Linked DNA regions of Gossypium hirsutum: regions 1, 2 and 4 are each linked to region 3. Evidence: chromatin contacts called from public Hi-C data. All regions are on one chromosome and are shown on one strand. The core of a region is the stretch at or near the end of the contact, and the rest is flanking DNA. Distances in the headings are between cores, read along the strand shown. Region 1 holds the start of LOC107961933 (major latex allergen Hev b 5). Region 2 holds the start of LOC107961925 (tonoplast dicarboxylate transporter). Region 3 holds the start of LOC107943278 (putative MO25-like protein At5g47540). Region 4 holds the start of LOC107962070 (U-box domain-containing protein 4).

Region 1 (2,879 bases), core at 33-2,532, 240 kb after region 3:
TATCAAACCCCAAAGCAGAAAAACAACCATTAAAGAAAAAGAAAGCCCTCATCATCCCACATCCGACATAGTAATCATAAATAATAGTAGTATGACTCCGCCAACTATGACATACAGCCTATAGAAAAAAGAAGCTCCTTTAAGCTTTTGCCACCTTACGTATGGTATTGGTCGCTCTATTCTTCAACTTTCTCAACAGGAATCTCTTCAGCTTTTTCATCTCCCTTTTCCTCCTCCGCTGGTTTCTCCTCCACCGCTGCTTCCACCGCGGGTTCCTCGGTCTCTACTTTGGCCTCCTCTGTAACTGTTTCTGTCTGCACCTCCGGGGTCTCATCCTTTACCTCCTCCTTTGCTTTCTCCGATTCCTCAGCAGCCTTCGCTTCTTCTTCTACCACTTCTTTGGTATCGACTTCAGCTGGAGCTTCGGCTATGGAAACTTCGGTTTCCTCCGCAGCCGGAGCATCTGATGTTGTCTCCGGCTCAGCTTCTACAGGTGCGGCCGCTGGCTCCTCTTTTGGCGTTTCCACAACCTTGGTTACCTCTGGTGTTGTCTCGTTCTCTGGCAATGTTGTTGCAGCTGATTGAACCTGGAAAAACCAGAAAATAATTCCCTTTATTCTTGGATCAAGTTCATAAAAAATCTTTTAATTAATTATTGAGATAATTGAAGCCAATGATCAACTGAACATATTAAATGTTGTTTTCAAGTGCAAACTATGACAGTTCATAATCAGTTGATCATCCATCATTTGTTTTTGTTCCATTACTGAACGTTAAGGGAAAAACATTGACGTTTAATACCACAAATACTGCAACAGCTATATAACTAAAGCTTAACATTGCAGATTCAGATCTAAACTTTCGGGTTTAAATCTTGTGGATTACAGACAACTTTGTCTACTGTTTAGATATCCAACCCGACTCCATACATAACTCTATTGCAGAGTGCAGGGTGGAATTATTGATGATCTATGATATAGGGTTCTATAATGTTTAAAAGAAAAACAACAACATTATAAACCGAAAAAAACAGCATTACAGTTTGATTACCTCAACACTGGCCATTGGGGAAAATGGGAACTTGAAGAAAAGATTGAATAAAATATACAGAGATAGAGCAAGAGGTGAATGTATTGAGTGTAGTGAAAGAGAGGATGAATGTGAGAGGTATATATAGAGGTGTAAAAGCTTGATTTTAAATTAAAGAAATGGAGATAGAGAGAGGCATTGGAAGAATCTTTGCAATTTGGCACCTCATGTCACTGACACTCAAAACGACATTACACCATGGTCTAGTTGTAAATTATTCTACTTTTATTTCTTCTTTTTCTTAATAAAGTTGGTATCTTTCATTACACAAGATTTGTTGGTATTAAAATTAACTGGAAATGAATTGGTAATGGCAAATGGTGGAGGCCCATTCCTCACATCAAACGTCATATCTTAATTCTCTGTATACATACACAACATATATATATTCATGTTGTTGGCTTAATTTGCTATGGTATTCATGTTACTTCTTTTACTTTAGTTTGTTCAATTGGGTCCTCCACCTGACCCCTTCATGAATACACTGAACCTTTACATATAATGCAAATATTTATGGCTATAATTATGATTGTAAAGTTGAATGTCAATAATGAAAATAAATCATAAAAAAAATAGAACACAGAATGTGGAAACCCTATTAAAAAAATCATGGGCAGAAGAAAAAAAAATTTACTATGTTGAATTTAAATAGTACAAGAGAAATATAAGTTATGTTTATTTATAAGTTTTTAAAATTATATTTTAATAAAAGTTAAATAAAAGTAATACAATAAAATTAAAATATCACATTCTAATAAAATCGATGAATTAACTAATTAGACATTGATAAATGGTGTAGACGTGAGCAACCCGATCCCCACCCAAATGAAAAGGCAACAACAACACAACAGGAGCCGAATGAGAGAGTGTAGGACGGTGTCAAAGCGGGGCCACATGCAACAACTGCCATCATTGTCACTCTCCGATTTGATATGAAAAATTTTGGCTGCCGTGTGGCTGGCTTTTCCACCCCCGCCATGATTTACCCCATTCCTCTTTGGGTCCCATGTTGCCTATGCTTTCCTAGTGGACCAATCCTCACACTTGCCACGCATCATCCCTTCTTTCATCATGTTACCCTATAAATACACCCTTCATCTTACCCTTATACTTAGTGTAGTTGGTATCTAAGTTTTCAGCATTAGATTAGTGATTGAATTAATTTGATTATTGATTTTTATTCAATCAATTGATTAAATAAATTTTAAAAATTCATAAATTTAAAGAAAAATCAATTCAATTAATTTTTAACTCGATTGTAATGATTTATGAATTTAAAAAAATTGATCGGTATTGATGTTGCTTGTAAATAAATTGATATAATTTTTAAGATTGTAAATTCGAATCAATTTAATCACTTAATGGTTTTTTTTTTGAATAGGAGGATAAAGACATGGTGAGAGTCACAAAATTAAATTTTCACTTGTCTTTGAATTCAATTTTATTTGAATATTGATGGTAAAAAAAAATCTCAACTCTAATCCGACTTGCGCTAAAATGTTACATATTATTTCTTGACTTTAATGAAGTGGTGATTAAAACTCTAATTTAACACTTGTTTGATGTGGTTTCGAATTGTGTTACTTTCATTCCTTATCTCTAATATTATATTGATTATTTTACGGTTACCAACTTCAAATGATTATTATTAAAGATGGCTTCCCTTTGAATAGAATTTTATTTTTATGTATAATTGTTATACACCAATGATCACCAACCCGAAATCTAGGTATGATCCAGGTTGTCTACCCGCAACTCGGCCAAGTCCAACTAGATGGATATGCGCGAGG
Region 2 (2,700 bases), core at 128-2,627, 140 kb after region 3:
ATAATATTAATATTTTGATGACTCAATTAGAACATTTTTAAAGTTTAGTGGCTAATTTAGAATCTAAAAAATAATTTTAAAAACTTTTACTACAACAAATGGTATGATAATAACAAGTAAAAGATATGTTTTGAAATCGGTAAAAGTGCCATGGAGACCTCTATATTAGGAGTCGATTGCATTTTACCTCATTTATTAAAAAAATAGTAAATTAATTCTTATTTATTAGATCAAAGAGTAATTTGGTTCTTCTGTTAACAATTTCATCCATTTTTCTATTAAAAATCGATCCCTATACATCAGTATAAAATACATGTGGCATGTCACATGTCACTATCTAGTTATTCTATCAACCACACCAATTTTTAACAGTATATATGGATGGCATTTTTAACAGAAAGGACCATTGTGTTCTTTAATCTAATATACAGGGACTAGTTTGATAATTTTTTGCAGTCTGAAATCATGTTGAAGCTTTTGAGCAAATTAAAAGACCCAGTATTGTTTTTTTGCCAAAAAAGAAAACCCTTTTTGTGATAGCATTTGAGCAAAATTTCCTTTTAATTGCTTCAACAAATAGTATAATCTTTTAATAATCTACTTTGAATTTGAGTCCAAAATCGATCCAAACACAAAGAAGCTGCTATAAACTTCATGTGTTCTATGGATTACTGTCAGCTATGTCAATTTTCTAACAAGAAGGAATCAACTTGAGGGAGAAAAATACAGTTGAAACGAGTAAAATCGATAAGGGAAACTCACATTTAAGGCCAATCTTCTATGAATGTTGTAGCGCTCAACAGCAAGAACAAGTATAAAACTACCCAGAACCAGGGTAATCACATCATCCATATACGAGTGGGCAACACTATCTGCAGAAGAAATTCCAAAGAGGGGAAACAAAAAGAGAGGTGCCATGGAGGTGATTGGCATCGGCACGGCCTCAGTGAGCCACCAAGAGAAGACCCAGGCCAGAACAGCTAACATGTTCCGGCTAGTCACTGGACCATCGAACTTCACAAAAACACACACGATGGCACACAATATGGGTCCTAACACCACATAGAAACTTTTAAGTGAGATCAAGGATTTCAGAGAAAAGGGTGAACTCGATGAAGACTCCACTGGTTCGTTGATGGGGAGAAGTGGGGCTTTTGAATCATCGGAATTGTCACCGGCGGGCATTTTTCCGGCGAGATGGATATGAATCAAGTGTGGTGGAAAATAAGAGGCTTGGACAAGGCTTGCTTTTATATCTGAAACTTGGGACGGAGGCTAGCTATTGACAAATTCGCTTTTCCCCGTAATTAGTTGTTTTTGGCATATAGCTTACAAATGTTGATTAGTATAAACATTAGAAACCATAATGATTCGATAAAATTAATAAATTTAAATATATAATATATATATATAGGAATATGCTTGGATTCAAAGTACGGGATGCATGGATAGGGCCAATTACAGATCATCAACAAAGCCACGTGGGTATCTTTATGCCACAACTTATCTTAGCCTTTGTAGATTAGTCCTTTCATGGGTTATTGATTGTTACATACAAGGTATAATTTCTCAAAATGTTCCAACTAATTGAGATATGGTACTCTTGACTCTTGAGTATTTTTCTGTAATATTTCATTAATGGAGATAATTGAATATTTATACATATAATTATTATTAATAGAATTGACATTCTTTTACGTTTTATGTATATTGGACACGTGAATTATTTTAATTTACCTATTAAACTTTGTAGTCCTTGCATGCGAACTCCTTAATATATACAAATTGAGATCATAAAATTCTCTTACGAGCTCTTTTGACGAACCTCCACTACAAGACCTGCATGTACTGAATTGGTCGGGCCTAACCTATTTGTGAGTAGGCGATCTAAATTTTATTTGCATTTGGGGTTGATGATATAAATACGTAACATGGAACAATGGAAAAAAGTGTGAGAGCCCCAGTCAGCCAGACATTTGTTTGATTCAAGAAAACAAATTCATGGAAAATAAATAAAAAGAAAAGTTGCAACAATTTGTTTGTAGAAAAATGAAAACGAAGGTAGAGTAATAAAAAAAAATAGTAAATGTGTTTGGAAGTGATAGCTTTGTCTGTCTATTCTGCAAGTGACAATTTTTTTAAAACAAAAATTACTTGATAAAGATTAAGCTGACATGTAAGGTTTATAGCTATCTGTTTGGGGAGATTACTTCTTAGCCTGTCACTATTTTTGTTCTACCATATTTGAATTTTCTTGTTCAGGTAACCATAATTGAATTTTAATTAGTAGGAACAAGTTAAGTCATATGTAATTCATTTAATGCAAATAAATTAACAATTAGATTTTGGGTAAAAATAATTGGGTGTTTAAATAAATTTATAATTGAGTTGATAATTTGATCTTAATAAAAATTTTAAATAATAATATCGATAAATAAAGAAGATGTGATATTTCATTGAAAGGGAAGGGAATGTTGGACAAAACACATTAACAAACAAATATAAATATAAATAATTATATTAAATATAAGATCTCAATAAGTGATATAAACAAATATCTATATTTATCTAAAAAACGCTAGATTTAAATAAAATAAATTAAATAAATATTTATATTTAAAGTATCATATATGGAAAAAAAAACTAAATAAACAAGATTATGAAAACTAGAAATCAAATAAGAAAATCGAGTTTTACTAG
Region 3 (2,700 bases), core at 95-2,594:
AGTGAGTCCATCGATAAGAAGAACCCAGTAATGGAAGTGCCGCCATAGTCTCTTTTGCTTAATCAAAGAACCAAACAAAATGCTGCAAACTATCAGTAACTTATCATCTTAGCTCTGGCATTAAGTTGTCAAGACTTGATAACACAAAGACAAAGATCCAACGAACCATTGAAGTTACATTGAAAACCAACCTATAAAAAGTAAAGTAATAAACCTTTTAAGATTTCCACTTACCCTGCTATTAAAATATCTAAAAGATCTAAGTTCACTTCCAAGTAATCAGAAGCAATCAACCGCGAATTCACTTGTTGCCTTTGCAAATTGGCAACAACTTGAGTGGCATCTTTCCTTGCCTGCAAAGGAAGCCACTTGTCAAATAATCATAGAAGCAACAACGGGGACAACAACGACTCTTGCCAAGGAAATTCCTCATGTAAACATTGTTGAGTAAGTTAAGTCATCTTAACTTTATAGTCAATCAGTTACCTCTAAGTTCAATTTAGGAAGGCAAGTGATCAAGAGCCGCAGCGTATTCTCTCTGAAGAACTCTTGAGTCAGTTGTGCACAAGCTTCTGAGACTGGCTCAGATTCACTATTTCCATAAAGAATAGATTTCAACTCCCTTAAATTCTTAAACAATTCTGCCATCTGCGTCAAGATTAAGTTAAAATATAAGGATTAGACACCGAACCTATGTTAATTTCGGCAAATCCAATAACTGCTCAGGCACAACGAAATCATATTCGATTCCAATAGTAACTATATCACATGCTGCCGTCATCAAAATCCAAAGGGGGCGATCCAGATCAACAAAGAAAAGAAATCGAATAGCAAAAAAACCAAGTCGAAACAATTAAGATGCTATGAGTAAAAGGTGTTTTCAGTAACGAACTTTCTCTTCCCGCTTGGATTCACGACTTTCGGAGGAGCGGGCGGCGAAGCTGAGGAGATCACGCGTTTGGCGCACGATATCGACGGGAGTTCGCGGCTTGGATTTGAAAAGCCCCTTCATCTTGGTAGACGATGACTTATCGTAGAGGATTGATGATGTAGAAGTACTATCAGGTTGTGCTGCGGGATGCCTGAGCCCCTGTGCGACGGCTCTGCTCGTCGCACCGCCCGGCTTGCTTATACAAATTCCTATTCTTTCACTAAAAAAGAAAATCGCTTCCAAGTTTTTCAGTCACTTTTTCAGTTAATGTTTTGGAATGTTTAAACAAAGGTGAGTTTTGGTTGATTTGGCTTCTTTTCCGATATTTTCTGCGATTTGATTATTTCGATCACTTACTACTTATCCAACGGCTCTGCTCAGCTTTGGGATTTCCCTTTTTAACATGAATTACTCAACTGTTGGTCGTTGGTTACTGTCCTTCACTTTAAGAGCATGTTTGGTTGGAGGAGTATGAATATATTATAGCCCAATTCAATGGGCTCATCACCGCACTATTGTTTGGTTTATCGCAATTGTCAGCCCGTGTTGAATATGGGCTTACTCAGGGAAGAGAAAGCATTGTTCCCTGCCCTCCCCACTGAATGGGTCATTCAGGACGTGTGGAATAAGAAATTAGTCTCAAAAATTTCAATTTTACCTTTTATCATTTTGAAACCTTCTTTACTCAACTCGACAACCGTGCTCACCCAGCCTCCATTGCTTGTTTGACCTCCGGCCACTAGCCCAAAACTTTTCTCGGGCATGCCATATAGAAAGGCAAGAAGAGACTCACCTTTGTTTTTCTCCGTTCTGAAACCTTCCTCACTCAACCCGACAGCCCTTCTCACCCAGCCTTTATTGCTTGCTTCGTCTTCGGCCACTAGCCCCAAATTCTTCTCGAGCATGCCATAGAGAAGGCAAGAAGAAAGCTACTTCTTGTTTTCTCTCTCTAAATAAAAATTTACAAAGGCTTCTCCTTTCTTTCTTTGTTTTCTGTAACAAACCCAGAAGTTTTAACCTAGTTTCAGGTATTTTTCTTCATATAAACTATGATCATTTTCCTTGTATGTTAATAACTTAATATCATTCATTTACTGATTTTTAGCTCTTTTGGTTTTATATTGCACCATTTAAAAAAAAGACCTTTATGTTTTTTTATTAGTAGGTGATTTCTTTTTTTTTTCCTTTACTTCATGATTAAGTATATAGGCTTTGTTGGCTCGTTCTAACAGGAAATTGGAAGTTGTTTTATTTTGGGTTTAAATTGTTAAAAGCATTAATTAATCAAAGGAAAAGAAGCGTTTTAAGGGGGATTTGGGGTTGCATGTGTTCTTTTGGTGTTCTTATTCATTTGTTGTGTGAAAGAAAGCACTTTGTGTTAATTGAAGTTATTTGCAATGCATTTGATTGGTTTTATTTTACGAGTGATTGATTTTGTTGTCATTTAGAGTATGCTAAAGTGAATGGTGAATAGCTTAGTAAAAAAGGTGAACGGTTTTATCTGTTAAGGATGCAAGTCTATCATCTGTGCTTTTAGGTTCCTCCTTTAAGTTATTCTGCAAATTTATTTTGACATATTCATCACACACACTTTGTTCCATGTTTGATACTTGTTCCTTTTTAACTTTCATTGTTGAGAAAAACTTTGAGATAGACTTCTTTTCATGTGTCTTCGGTGGTACCTACAAGCATAGTTGAAGAAGTAATTAGTGGATTTCTTGGAATAAACCCTGACACCATGAGTTTCTAGTTAAATGCAACCTTTTTCC
Region 4 (2,887 bases), core at 157-2,656, 140 kb before region 3:
TAATGTTATCAGCGCACAACTGCAACAGTGTCAACACCGCGAACTCCTTCCCCTTCACGGACCCATCTTCAATCGCCTCCACCAGTGCTGCAATCCCACCTTCTTCCACAATAGCTTCCTTTCCTTCTTTAATTCCCGCCAAGCTACTAAGAACAACCATCGCCTTCTCTGACATGCCAGTCCCTTGCTCTCCCACCATCCCCACCAAAGGCCTAACCGCGCCCGCAGTCACCGCCCTTTCTTTGTTCTGCCTGGCTGAACACAACTTATAAAGAGTTGTCAGTGCATCTTTCTTGCCTCTGTTGGATCCGTTCATCAGCAGAGATACCAGCGGCGGGATCGCGCCGCATGCTCCGATTGAAGTCTTGTTTTCTTCAATCAAAGCTAAGCTCAGAAGTGCACACGCCGCGTTTTGCTTGGAGGTCTCAGTGCCCGTCTTGAGAACATAGACTAATGATTTTATAGCTCCGGCATTTATAATGAGAGTTTTGTTCCCTTCGTAAAGAGATAAATTTAGTAACGCAGTCACCGCGTGCTCTTGAGTCCAAGGATCGCTGTTCCGTAAGAGCGGAATCAGTGCAGGGATCGCACCTGACTCTCCGATTAACGCACGGTTATCCACGCGGTTCTTCGCCAGTAGCCTGAGTTTAGCAGCAGCCGATCGCTTCACCGCAACGGATGGTGATTCGAGGCCGTCGATGCAGATCTTGACCGTCGGTTGAAGGTCCTCTGGTGAGATACTCTCAATAATTTCCGTCGAGAAGTTCTCCCTCTGCAAAAAGCCATGACACGGTTCCGGCTCCGGCTCCGGCTCAGACTGGACTCCGTTACTGCTCTCATTCATCAAAGCGTTTTCCGGTGAGGGCAAGCTCGCAAGGCGCTGCAACTCACCGGAGATATCGCTGCTACAAGCGGAGAAATCACTAAAGGCTTGAAAAATCTCCAAAAAGGCCTCGTTTTCGGACTCAGACGTAACAGATTTAGCGTTGCTTTTGGCAGCCAGTTCGCCGAGACGCATGTCGATAACGGACTCGGTGAGATTTTCGGAGACAAAGGCGGACCTCTCAGGGACGGAACTGGTGAAGGAGCAGCTACTATTGTCGTTTTGGTAAAGATTGGAGCGAATCGTACGCATGGAGCGGCCGACATGTCGGTGGATTTTGGTGGTGGAAGCTGAACCGGGGGTGTAAAAGTTTCGACCCAAAGGAAACCGGTTGGAACTAGAATGTGAATCTTCCAGCGAAACCATGCTTATTACAACCAAAACCAATTCAATTAAGCAACTCTTCTCTCAGAGAGATTTCATTTCAATATTGAGAGTAAGAGTATGAGTAGAATTCAGAAAAGAAGTGGGACTTGAAACGGAAGGCTGCGATTTTATACCGCCTGATTTCCTCTATTTTTACTCTCCTCCCCAGCTGTGAGAGGTCAACATTTTTTTGTTTACTGCTTTGGGGGAGGTAAAACTACAGTGACTGTCCGTGAATAACAATACATAGAAATGAACACGTGGTGAGTTATGCTGTTGTCAGGGTTTCTTCTTATGTGGGATTTTTTACTAAAATAAATTTAAAAAAAATTATTTATTAAAATAGGTTGTCAGTCTGATTATATACGAAAATAAGATTTTTTTCATTCGCACTTATCTGACAGGCGAGAATGATTATTTTATATTAAAAAATTTAAATAAAATATTTTTTTATTTTCGGAACAGTAATCGAGACTTTCTCTGAGGCGCGACTAATTAAGCTTTTCTCTGAGGCACAAATGATAGGACCCACATTTTTCATATGTTATTAAAATGCATACTTTATCTGGATGAAGTATGTATTAGTAGATTTACTAATATGATTATATATATATATTTACGCATGTATCACATTACAAAAAAAAAATTAAATACTTATACCTAATAAAACATGTATCTCATTACAATAATAGTTATTTTCCAAATAACATATTGTTTTATAATTTTATTTCTTATTTAATATTTTAATTTAATTTTAACAATACATACTTTACCAGGATGAAGTATGTATTAGCAGATTCACTAATATGATTATATATATATATATACACACACGCATGTATCACATTACAAAAACAAAAATTTAAATACTTATACATAATAAAACATGTATCTCATTACAATAATAGTTATTTTCCAAATAACATATTGTTTTATAATTTTATTTCTTATTTAATATTTTAATTTAATTTTAATAATGCATACTTTACCTGGATGAAGTATGTATTAGCAAATTCACTAATATGACATTACAAAAACAAAATTTTAAATACTTATACCTAATAAAACCGAGTATTAAAAATAACTTTATAATATTACTAACTTTCATCGACTATATAATCCACAAGTTTGCCTTAAATATTAATGTCCACATCTTTCATGTGTTATTAAAATGCATACTTTATCCGGATGAAGCATGTATTAGCAGCTGGTAATATTTAAGGCAAACTTGTGGATTATATAGTCGATGAAAGTTGGTAATATTATAAAGTTGTTTTTAATACTCGGTTTTATTAGGTATATGTATTTAAAATTTTGTTTTTGTAATGTGATACATGCCTAAATATATATATAATCATATTAGTGAATCTGCTAATACATACTTCATCCGGGTAAAGTATGTATTATTAAAATTAAATTAAAATATTAAATAAGAAATAAAATTATAAAACAATATGTTATTTAGAAAATAACTATTATTGTAATGAGATAATGTTTTATTAGGTATAAGTAATTAAATTTTTGTTTTTGTAATGTGATACATGTGTGTATATATATAATCATATTAGTGAATCTGCTAATATATACTTCATCCAGGTAAAGTATGCATTTTAATAACATATGAAAAATATGGGCCCC

The links. Hi-C and Micro-C count contacts between places; a contact is called where the count stands out from the background.
Region 1: a Hi-C map of leaf shows a contact between it and region 3, with 2.0 times the contacts expected there. The contact joins the promoter of LOC107961933 here to the promoter of LOC107943278 in region 3. A contact is called at or near these places in 3 of 34 Hi-C or Micro-C datasets (all in leaf).
Region 2: a contact with region 3 is called in a Hi-C map of leaf, with 4 times the contacts expected there. The contact joins the promoter of LOC107961925 here to the promoter of LOC107943278 in region 3. A contact is called at or near these places in 17 of 34 Hi-C or Micro-C datasets (anther, fibers, hypocotyl and 3 more).
Region 4: a contact with region 3 is called in a Hi-C map of leaf, with 1.9 times the contacts expected there. The contact joins the promoter of LOC107962070 here to the promoter of LOC107943278 in region 3. A contact is called at or near these places in 16 of 34 Hi-C or Micro-C datasets (anther, callus, fibers and 3 more).

The regions. Positions count from the first base shown.
Region 1 is chrA06:118,312,325-118,315,203 of Gossypium_hirsutum_v2.1, reverse strand. LOC107961933 (major latex allergen Hev b 5) reads right to left here and starts at 1,282. Exons shown (of 2, transcript XM_016898118.2): 1 at 1,051-1,282; 2 at 1-587. The coding sequence starts at 1,065. The coding sequence ends at 177.
Region 2 is chrA06:118,416,467-118,419,166 of Gossypium_hirsutum_v2.1, reverse strand. LOC107961925 (tonoplast dicarboxylate transporter) reads right to left here and starts at 1,377. Exons shown (of 6, transcript XM_016898098.2): 1 at 763-1,377. The coding sequence starts at 1,185.
Region 3 is chrA06:118,556,877-118,559,576 of Gossypium_hirsutum_v2.1, reverse strand. LOC107943278 (putative MO25-like protein At5g47540) reads right to left here and starts at 1,344. Exons shown (of 11, transcript XM_016877027.2): 1 at 893-1,344; 2 at 487-648; 3 at 235-353. The coding sequence starts at 1,012.
Region 4 is chrA06:118,697,742-118,700,628 of Gossypium_hirsutum_v2.1, reverse strand. LOC107962070 (U-box domain-containing protein 4) reads right to left here and starts at 1,406. Exons shown (of 2, transcript XM_016898309.2): 1 at 1-1,406. The coding sequence starts at 1,249.